Linked DNA regions of Sus scrofa: region 1 is linked to region 2. The links are chromatin contacts, called in public Hi-C maps. All regions are on one chromosome and are shown on one strand. The core of a region is the stretch at or near the end of the contact, and the rest is flanking DNA. Distances in the headings are between cores, read along the strand shown. Region 1 holds the start of MPG (DNA-3-methyladenine glycosylase). Region 2 holds the start of AXIN1 (axin-1).

The links. Hi-C and Micro-C count contacts between places; a contact is called where the count stands out from the background.
Region 1: a contact with region 2 is called in a Hi-C map of heart right ventricle, with 5 times the contacts expected there. The contact joins the promoter of MPG here to the promoter of AXIN1 in region 2. A contact is called at or near these places in 2 of 47 Hi-C or Micro-C datasets (fetal heart ventricle and heart right ventricle).

What each region holds. Positions count from the first base shown.
Region 1 is chr3:41,546,307-41,551,566 of Sscrofa11.1, forward strand. MPG (DNA-3-methyladenine glycosylase) reads right to left here and starts at 2,033. Exons shown (of 5, transcript XM_013987736.2): 1 at 1,912-2,033. The coding sequence starts at 1,947. It overlaps RHBDF1 (inactive rhomboid protein 1), which reads left to right and starts at 2,134. Exons shown (of 17, transcript XM_021086953.1): 1 at 2,134-2,714; 2 at 5,175-5,260.
Region 2 is chr3:41,343,462-41,348,682 of Sscrofa11.1, forward strand. AXIN1 (axin-1) reads left to right here and starts at 1,447. Exons shown (of 11, transcript XR_002342476.1): 1 at 1,447-1,496; 2 at 4,656-5,221.

The sequences.
Region 1 (5,260 bases), core at 783-3,282, 200 kb after region 2:
ACAGGCTGTGGGTCTTGAGTCATCCACACCCCTCCCCCGTGTTAGCAGGGCTCCCACTGTGCCAGACCCTCCTAGAACGGCCCAGGACTGACATGCACGTGAGCACCAGGCAGACTGTCTACTTGACCCCAGCCCACGTGCCCAGGGCACGACCCCCAATGACGCCCCAACTGTCCTCTGCCTCATGACCCAGATGTCAGTCTAAGGACAGTGAGGTCCGAGGAACGCCGAGGTCTGCAGACACCAGCACCCCATCTGCTTCCCACCTGCTGCCAAAGGGCCCGGGAACCTGACCACACACCCCAGCCACGCTGGGACCAGCTGCTCTCGGATGACAAGAGCAGGTGAGCACTGGGGCCTGCAAACACCCTCCCCGGGGGCTGAATCCAGCGCATCCCTAGCAGCTGACTGTCCTTTAGGTTTTGTGGCCACACCCACAGCATGTGGAAGTTTCCGGGCCAGGGAGGGCATCTGAGCTGAAGTTGCTGCAATGCAACACAACGCCGGATCCTTTAACCCACTACACCAGGCTGGGATCGAACTGGCGCTGCCACGGGGACAAGCTGGATCATTAACCCACTGCACCACAGTGGGAACTTCAGACCCATTCTTAGTAGTAGGAGTAGCATTTTGTCTTTTTATGGCCGCACCTGCAGTGCATGGAGGTTCCCAGGAGAGGGGTCAAATTGGAGCTGAAGCTGCCGACCTACATCACAGCTCACAGCAATGCCGGATCGTTAACCCGATGAGGGGGGCCGGGGATCAAACTTGCTTCCTCATGGATACTAGTCGGGTTCGTTAACTGCTGAGCCACGACAGGAACACCCTGATTATTTTTAATATAAGTACTGAGAGCCTTTGTTGCCCAGAGCCCGCCAGGCTGCTGAGAACGGAGAATGCCGTGACCATGTTTGCTGCCCAGCCCATCTGCCAACACCCACCATGGGCTCAGACTCCGGGACGTTGTGGCCCCTGTTCCTACCCCAGGTTTGGCCCCAGCCTGTGTCGAGGCACTGGGCTTGCTCTGGATCTCTGCCATGACCCACCCTGGGCGGTGGGGGACTCACAGCGCTGCCCAGGGTCTGAGGTTCAGAGAGGCCTCTGCGCCCCACTGCACACCGAGGATTTGAACCTGCCTCAGAGCAAGCAGTGGGGTGACCCTGCCATTGCGCCAAGAGCAATAGCTGCCCCAGAAAGGGACCTAAGGTCTCTGTGCATGTGTTTCACCTGCAGGAGAACCAACGTCCTGCTGCACAAGATGGTTCTGAGAAGGAGAAGCCAGGTAAGCGCCTGGCCGGGTACAGCCAGCACTCACTGAATGGTACCAAGACTCACCTTCCCACCCGGGATGCCTCTGGGCAGAACCTGGGGTCAAAGGTCTCCTGCCCGGCTGGGCCCAGCCAGTGAAGGGCAGCAAACAGCCGTCTAGGTGGGGGCGTCAGAGGGACCCGCCAGGACTCCATCAAACCTGAGCAAGTGGGGGTTCGTAGAAGCGGACAGCATGCATCCGCCCGAGAAGGGCAGTGAAGTGAGGAGTGGCGAAGTGGCTCCTCGGGTCAGTGCCGCGTCATTTCCGTGGCGGGCGGGCTGAAGCACCTGAGCCTCCGAGTGTCCGGCAATTACACCAGGAAACCGGTGCCAGGCTCTCCTCCCAAATCGCAGGGGCGACCTGGCGCCTGGCCTCGACTTTGCTTCTGGCCAACAGAACAGCGGAGCCGGCGCGACCCCCGCCGGCAGGCGCCCGTCTGGGAACTGCAAACCCCGAGGGGCGGCCGGCGCGCACGTTACTGGTCCCTCGCCGGCCCGGGGCTCACAGCGCGTGGGGGTGCGACCCCGGGGGACAGTCGCGCCCGAACCCTGGCCCTTGGCCGGGCGCCGAGGGAGGAGCGCGTTCCCTGGGCGCGCACTCACCTGGCCCAGCGGCGCGCGGGAACCCGGAGGCCCCATCGCGGCTCTCGGCGCGCAGCCCACCCTGGAGCGGACCCGGAAGCGCCGGGCAGCCGGGGGGTGGAGCCGGCGCCTGCGCGGAGGGGCGGGATCCGGGGCGGGGCCGAGCGGGCTCCCGGCGCCCCGCCTCCCGCCGGGGGGGGCGGGCCCTTGCGGGGCGGGGTGCGGAGGGGAGCCGGCAGCTGGGGTCGAGGCGAGCCCCCCGCCCCGCGCCCCGCGCCCCGCCAGTGACGCGGCCCCGCCCCACTTGCTCCCCCGACGCCCCCAGCCGCAGACCGCTCTCCAGCGCCAGCTGGCCCTCAGACTGAGAGCCCCGGTCCGTCGTGAACCGTAATTGGGCCCTAGAGGGCCCCCGCTGGAGGGGTAATGGTTTGGGGCGGCCCCGACTGTTCGGAGACGCGCGCGTGGAGTGCACGTGGGGAAGTGGCACCCCGGCCCTGGCCCTTGGACCAGCCTTCCTGGACCGCTGCGCGCCTGGGGGGCATTTGGGTGGCGAGGACACGTTGGAGTGGACTAGAGAGACTTTGTCCAGGAAGTGGACATCTGGAAGCATGCCCCTCCGCCCCGGCCTGGTCATCACTTACTGGTTGATTCCAGGACGCCTGTCTCTGCCGTGGGGCCCCCACCACTCCCCTACGAAGGATGCTGAGAGGAGTCAGCATCCTGCTGGAGTGAAGCCAGCCTCCGGAAGAGGCTGAGGCCAGCACCAGGACTGTGGGGACCCGTGAGCACCCCTCTTGCAGGGCAGTGGCAGGAGACAGTATGAGGTATGCCACTGTCCTCTGGGGCAGTACAGGGAACACCCCTCTCCTGAGTGGAAAACCCTTAAGGAGCATGTCCCCATGCTGTCTTTGACTTGTGTCACCTTGGCCCTTTGAGGGGGACCCCTGGGGGCCATAAGGAGCTGCTGGGTAAAGATGGTGTCAGGTGAGATGCTGGATGGGCCACGTGACTGTGACCCCACCAGACTGAGGCCCGCACGTGAGGGTGGCCCCCGGTCTTGGGGCACCGTCTTGGGGCACATCCAGCTGGGAAAACCCTGATCCCCAGAGCTCCTCCCCTCCCCCTCGTCCTCTTCTTCCTCTGACCGGCCCTGGGACCCACTCCAGCCCAGGCCCAGGCCCAGCTGTACTCCCCCTTCCCCCAGGGCCCCAACCAGGACTTCCTGTGGCGGGAGGGGCAGCAGCCTTTCAGCCGCCTGCTGGAAGCCACCCAGCTGTTTGTGGCACTTTGTGCCGCTTCCTTCCGGGGGAGGGCACTGTGTCATAAATACCCCTTGGGAGGCAGCCTGGATGTCATTCCCACCCCTTTCTTTCCTCCTTACCCCCTGCAGCCATTCTGCCCAAACAATGAGTCCCCTTTCCTGCCTTCCTGTGCTCACTCCCCCCGTTCCCCCTCTCCTGCCTGCCCCCCGGAGGGAAACTGAGGCTAATCTGGCCTAGTCCCCCTGGTGGGGGCCGGGCCGGGCCGGCCCGGCCAGGGCGGGGTGGGGGGGATGCTGTTTTGCATTCACTTGCATTTTGATTTCACGATGGGTGCACGCTCCTTGCAGAAATTTCAGGGAGTCCACACATTCCTGATGGGGAGTCTTGTCCCCAACTGGAAATGAGGAAAGAGACTCAGAGGGCAGGCCTGGCCTCCAGGAGGAGGAGGAGGAGGCAGGGCTGGAACCAGCAACCCACTTCTCCAGATGTTCCACCCTGAGTGCAGGGGCTTGCACAACCTCTGTGTGTGTCCCCCTGCCCCACCCCCCCCGCCCTGTTTGTGGTTTGAGGCTCCACCGCAGGCCGGAAGTGGTGGGTTGAGCATTCCCACTGTGGCCTGAGGAGCTGGCTGGGGGTGAGAAGGTGGTGCAGGGCTGGAGGAGGTGCCTGGGGCCTTCTCGGTCCTGCTGCTGGGCTTCGAGAGGCATGTTGGAGGATGGCGATGGAAGATGAAGGCGGGGACCCTCTCGATACTGTGAAAAGTGTCGGTGCTGGCCTGAGCTGCTCTGGGCCCTGGCAGGCCAGGCCACAGCCTGAGGAGGTGCCAGCAGCCCCTGGTGCCTCGAGAGAAAGGACAGAGGCTCCCCCAGCCACAGAGGCCAGCAGCCTGTTGAGTGTTCTCTCCATGTAGGCCGGCTAAGACCGTGGAAGGGGCAGCACCCTATGGTGACTTGTCAGCGGGGCGCCTTCTGGCATCTCCCCGCTTCCTGCCGTCTGCAGCCGACAGGCCCTTGGGGCTCCAGGGCTCCTTGGGCAGAGTGGGCACTGGGAGGGTGTGTGTGGGCTGCGTCTTCTCCTCCTGGGGCTGTGCTACCAGGGCCCTGGGCCCCAAGCCCAGGCACTTAAGGGACCCCTTGCCTTGGCCTGAGACATGGGGAGGGGCAGCTGCCTCAGAAATAGCCAGTGACTTCAGGCTCCTGGCTGGTCTGGCCCACTTTTGCCACTTCCCCAAATAGCCAGGGGCTGGTTCTGGGCCCATCCAGACCCCCACAGCTCAGACTGGCCTGCTGAGCTGAGTCCAGGGTGGCTGGCTGGTGGGGACTCTGCTTCATGGTCAGGACTCCCACCCCCTCAGGTCCTAGAGTGAAGTCCACAGTCACAGGATGGTCCAGACACCTGCCCATCCCCAGCTGCCTGCACACACACCCGGCAATTGCTGCCAGCTTCTTTTTTTTTTTCTTTTGTCCACACCCATGGCCTGTGGAAGTGCCCGGGCCAAGGATTGAACCTGGGCCACAGCAATGACGAGGCCGCATCCTTAACCTGCTGAACCACCAGGGAATTCCAGTTGCTGCTGATTTCTATTTCTCCAGGGCCTGGGAAGATGAAAAAGAGAGACTGGGGAGTTCCCTTTGTGGCTCAGTGGTTAACGAACCCAACTAGGATCCATGAGGATGGGGGTTCATTCGATCCCTGGTCTTGCTCAGTGGGTTGGGGATCAGGTGTTTCCACGAGCTGTGGTGTAGGTCGCAGACGCGGCTCAGATCCCGCAGTGCTGTGGCTGTGGTGTAGGCTGGCAGCTGTAGCTCCGATTTGACCCCTAACCTGCGAATTTCCACCTGCCACGGGTTCGGCCATAAAAAAAAGCGGAAAAAAAAAAAAAAATAAAGGGACTAGAACTGGGTTCCCACGTCAGGGGCTCCTCCAATCTGGCAGTGGGCCAGATGCGAAGCAGAGCATGTGTGTGTGTGTGTGTGTGCATGTGGCTGTGTCCAGGCCTGAGCACGCACCTTCTAATGCCAGGGTCCTCGCTCAGGAGCTCTGGTGGGCCGAAAAGCTGGGGATTCCTGGATTTGCCGGCCAAAGTGTACTGGGGAGCAGCACCCGTG
Region 2 (5,221 bases), core at 197-2,696:
CCGTTACTCTCAGGCTGGCCTGGGCCAGTGTGGCCCGTAGGCAGTGGTGGGAAGTGGAGCCTCTGTCTAGACCCTGGATGGCACCTGGGAGAAATCCAGGAAGGATGGGCCAGCTGGGGTGAGGCCTCAGCCAGTCCCGCCCACAGCTCTTTGGAAGTTGGGGCTCCTCCCCAAGTGACAACCTGTATTTCTTGGATGCCTACTGGCCCAGGCTGGGTCCCACCTGCCTGCGGACTTAGGAAGAGCAGAGTCCAAGCCCACCTTGGTAGGGTCCTGGCTGGCTCGGGGGCAGCCTGCCTGGAGAAGGGGGAGAAAGACGCTGGATATCACCAAAGGCTTAGCACTCGGTCACCCTGGCTGTGCCGTCCAACTGCCCAACTCCTGGGCACTTGCTTCTTTCTGTGCCCTGGCCAGACTAGTGGCAGTCCTCCTGCCAGGGTCTTCCCATTCAGGGAGCTACGGGGGCCTGTGGGCGCCGACCTCTGGAGCCCTGGGCCAGTGGACACCATGTGGGCGGCTAGAAAGGGCCGCGACCCGGCGTGCGCCTGCGGGGCCGACTGAGGGGGCCCGTTCGTCCCTACGCTCGGTACCCGAGCCACTTCCCCAGGAGTCCAGCGCAGTTTCCGGCGCACCTTCACGAGTCACCCTCGACGCAGCCCTGACCCCGCCCCCACCAAGGCCCCGCCCCCACCGACACATTAGAGCCCGCCCACTTGCTCGGGCTCTGCGTCACGCCTCCGGTCCGCCTAGACGCCTTTGGCCCCGCCTCAGCTTTCGAGGCTCCGCCCCCACGTTCGAAGCCTGACCCGCTACGGTCTTGCCTTCCCTGCGCTCCGGCTCGGTCTCGCGCTCTCGGCCCGGCTCCCACTCTCTTGGCCCCGCCCCACGTCCTCGGCCGCGCCCACACGCCCGGGCGTCGCCTTTATCAGAGGCTCCGTCCCACGCGTTCTTCGCCCTGTCACGGCGCAAGGGCTGGGCTTTGCGTTCCCGACGCAGACCCTAGGCCCCGCCCTCGCTCCCAGCCCGCCCCCGCGCTCTTGGCCCGCCCCGCGCCCCGGGCCCCGCCCCCGCACTTCCGGGCGGCGCCGGCGGGGGCGCTCCGGCCTGGGCTTCGGCGCTCTGGGCTCGGGCTCCCGGCTTGGGGAAGGGATCGCGGTCGCCCCCGCCGCCGCCGCAGCCGCCTCCACCGCGGGCACCACCGCCGCTACACCGGCCAGAGTCGGGCCGGAGCCGCGACCCCGCGGAGCAGGCCGGTGGGAGTTGGCGAGCGGCCTCGGCGGCGCCCCTGCGGCCTGCCCCGCGCCCGCCTCCGGGCCGACGCGCCGCCGCCGCCGCGATGGGGGCCGCCCGGGGCCGCGCCTCCGCCCCGTCCCGCCGGCCGCGCCGCCGCTGAGCGCATGGGCCGTACCGCGCCGTGCCGCTCCGGGAGCCGGGCCCGGGGCCCCGCCGCCGCCGCCGCCTTCGCCTTCGCCGCCGCCGCCGCCGCCGCCGCGCGGGTGAGTAGTGCGGCCGGGCGCGCATTCCTGAGGGGCGCGGGCCTGTGCGGCGCCCATTGTAGGCCGCGCAGGCCGGGCCTGGCGCGGGACCCGGAAGAGGGGCTCTGAGGCTGTGCGGGCCCCGAGGGTGTGCGGGTTTGAGTGTGTGAGGAAGGGGTGTGGGTCCGCTCTGAGGAGGGCAGGTGTGTCCAAAAAGGGATGCTGGCGAGTGATGGAGGAGGCGAGGGCCGTTGACACTGGCGTCTCCGGGTGGGCCAGCGTTTGGGATTTAGTTCAGAAGGGGCAGCCACTTGCTCTAGTCGGGGGCGAGCAAGACTCAGTTCTGAGAAGGGCTGCGGGGTCCTGCTCTAAGAGGCTGGGGTCTGCAGCTGCTGTTTGATGGGGTGGTGCCAGGTGCGTGCAGTGGTCCCTGGGCCTGGGGCATGGGGTGGGGTGTGGGCGGGATGCAGAGGGACCCCGGACAGAAGCAGGACCCTGGGTGCAGTGTCCCTCCCCTCTTCTAACAAAAAGTAGAGGTGAGTGAGGCTGAGACCCAAAGAGGGCGCTCCCTCTGAGGCAGCGGTGCCAGAGGCTGGGTCTAGGCTGTGGTTTGGCCCGCGTGAGTGGCTTTACTCTTTCCGCGGCTGCCTTGCCCCCCAAACTCTCTGTTGGGTGAACATCTTAGACTCTCCGTCAACCCTGCGTTTTGGAATTCCATCCCTCTTGAAACCAGAGCTGTGAAACTTAGAGCTTAGCATCCAGGACAGCAGAGAAGAATAAATACACCAATCCTCGGGGGTGTTTTTTTCTCAGCCCGTCTCTAGATAACCGATAAAGAGTTATTGTGCCTCTCCGCCCCTCCTTTTTGTCGTCCTTGTGTTCTCTGCTTCCTCAGGAAGAATTTCAGGCGTTCTGGGACCGAGCCCTGTTTTGGAGAACACACGCAGGCTCAGCCTGGCCCCCTAAGATAGCGGTCGGTATCTGAGTTCAATTTTAGGAGCTGCTATTCCAGGATGAGGACGGGAAGGCGTATGCCAAATGCATTGTTTCTGTTGGGTTTTCAGCAGGTGTTGAAGTTTCTTGGATTTCTAGTTTCAGAAAAGCTTTTCGGGTTACACAGGTCATTGAGGATTTAGCTGGTTGGCGGGATGACATGTGAAACGGCGGGCCCGGCCTTTCAAGAGTTTAATTAATGGGCCGACGGGAACGTGTCAGAGTCGCACTGCTGTTTCTGCGCGCCTCGAACCTAAGAAGCTCCTGCTGCGGCTCAGCGGGTTAATGATCTGGCTTGTCTCTGGCGCTGCTGGTTCAATCCCAGGCTCGTTGCAGTGCGTGAAGGAGTGGGCGTTGGCGAAGCTCTGGCATGGGTCACAGATGCTGCACGGGTTCCATCCGTGGCTGGTAATGTCTGTGTGCCGTGGGTGTGGCTGAAAAAAGAAAAAACAATTCAGATGGTATATTTGAGTGAAATGAATGCGTACGTACACACCTATAGCACCGAGGCAGCTGCCGTGGTGCCCAGGCATGCCTGGCAGGGACCGAAGGAGCGTTTCGGTGAGGTGTCAGGGTTTCCGATTCCCTTTGTGGCTTCCCTTTATTGATGGTGGCTACAGACCGTGGGCCAGAGTCAGTGTCGGTGGGGACTGGACTCTGACCTCAATGGATGTAAATGCCTCACGGGTGGTACACACACCCGACGTGCGCTGCAGTTGTCCGTGGGAACCCAGACATTTCGGGAATGGGCTCGTGTTTCAGCACCAGCAGGAACTGGGAGCGAGGTTCTCGTGCTTCCAAGGCCCCGAAGTTCTCCTGTCCGTTGACAGCGGAACATAGGTATGGATTTTAAGATGTTCCTTCTAGGCTAGGAAAAACTAGTTTAAGTGACATGGGGGGCTTGTTCACACACGAAGTAAAAGTTAGTCCGTTAAAGCAGTGCATTTTCATGACAGAGGACTAAGTCTTTCACTGGCTGCTCTTTCTGTAGCACAGTCCTTCAGTGCCTGCGAAGAGCCAACATTCAGCGTCTGTAGGTGGTGTTTTCCTTAATGGCGATGAAGTAAGTATTTATTGGTGCCCATTACTTGCAGGACCTTGTGTTAGATGCTGTGAGTCCTGCAGAAAATGTTTAACTCGGGCTGCCACAGACCACTCCTGTGGCAGAAAGGGGCACTTTAAGAGAAAGTGACGGTGACTCGGAATTAGCCTCCCAGTCAGACACAGTGATGTGTTTTTCTCAAGGCTGGCGGATCCCTGCAAGGGTGAGGCTCAGGGACCAGGGGTGGGTCCTCTTTCCTGAGCTGGTGTCCTTGACGGGAGAACCCTGGATGGCCGCGAGCAGCTGTGGAGCTGGGACACCAAAGGTGCTCAGTTCGTGTTGATGGCACTCAGACAAAAAGCACCTTGGCAGTTTCAGTGGTCCGTGAGCAGCAGGGTGTCATAGCCCATGGGCTTTGACCTTAAGAAGCAGGCTGTTCCTGCTGAGCCTGAGCCCTTCAGCCTGCCAGTGGTTTTCATAGAAAGTCATGAGCTGCAGAGCCGTCCATAACCGTGACCCATCCTCCACCTCTGGGTGCTTCCTCTAGCCCCCCACAGCTGCCGGCCCTCAAAGTGTGTGCAATGTGCGCATGCAGGCATGGGGGCAGGTGGCGGGGTGGCGGGGAGATCCACGCCTGCTGTTTGTATGCTGGCAGGGCTTTATTTCCGTCCCTCTTTGTTCTCGCAGGATGACGCTTGTAGCTAGTGGCATGGGACATTGATCCCTTAGCGCCAGAGGCGTGCCTAGAGCTGTAAAGCTTTCCAGACATTGTTTTCACGTGGTACAAGACCGGTGACAAAGATTGAAAATTTGGGAGTTCCCGCTGTGGCGCAGCACGTTAAGGATCCGGGCTGTCTCTGCGGTGGTGCGAGGTCGCTCCCCGGCCCTGTGCAGTGGGTTCAGTGTCTCGTGTGGCTGCAGCTGGGGCGCAGGTCATAGCTGGGGGCGCGGGGTCAATGCCTGGCCCGGGACCTTCCACAGGCTGTGGGTGTGGCCTCTGGAAAAAAAACAGAGTGAGAATTTAAGCCGAGTCTCTGGCTTTGAGCGGGAGGGCGTCGTTGCGAGGCTTGTCTGAGAAAACCTCTGTGGTCGTGTCTCCATGGCCCCACTGTTCCTAATCCTTGTCCTCTTGATGGTTTCAACAGGCCAGAGTGATTCCCTGGGAGCCGTAAGTACTGATGTATTAGGGTGCAGCGCGCGTTGCGCCTTGACGCACAGCGCCCCAAAATGAATACCCAGGAGCAGGGCTTCCCCTTGGACCTCGGCGCAAGTTTCACCGAAGATGCCCCCCGGCCCCCAGTGCCTGGTGAGGAGGGGGAGCTGGTGTCCACAGACCCCAGGCCCGTCAGCCACAGCTTCTGCTCTGGGAAAGGTGCCGGGATTAAAGGGGAGACTTCGACAGCCACGCCGAGGCGCTCGGACCTGGACCTGGGGTACGAGCCCGAGGGCAGCGCTTCGCCCACCCCGCCGTACTTGAAGTGGGCCGAGTCGCTGCACTCCCTGCTCGACGATCAGGACGGGATAAACCTGTTTCGGACTTTCCTGAGGCAGGAGCACTGCGCTGACCTGCTGGACTTCTGGTTCGCCTGCAGCGGCTTCAGGAAGCTGGAGCCCTGCGACTCGAACGAGGAGAAGAGGCTGAAGCTGGCCCGAGCAATTTACCGCAGGTACATCCTCGACAGCGGTGGCGTCGTGTCCAGGCAGACCAAGC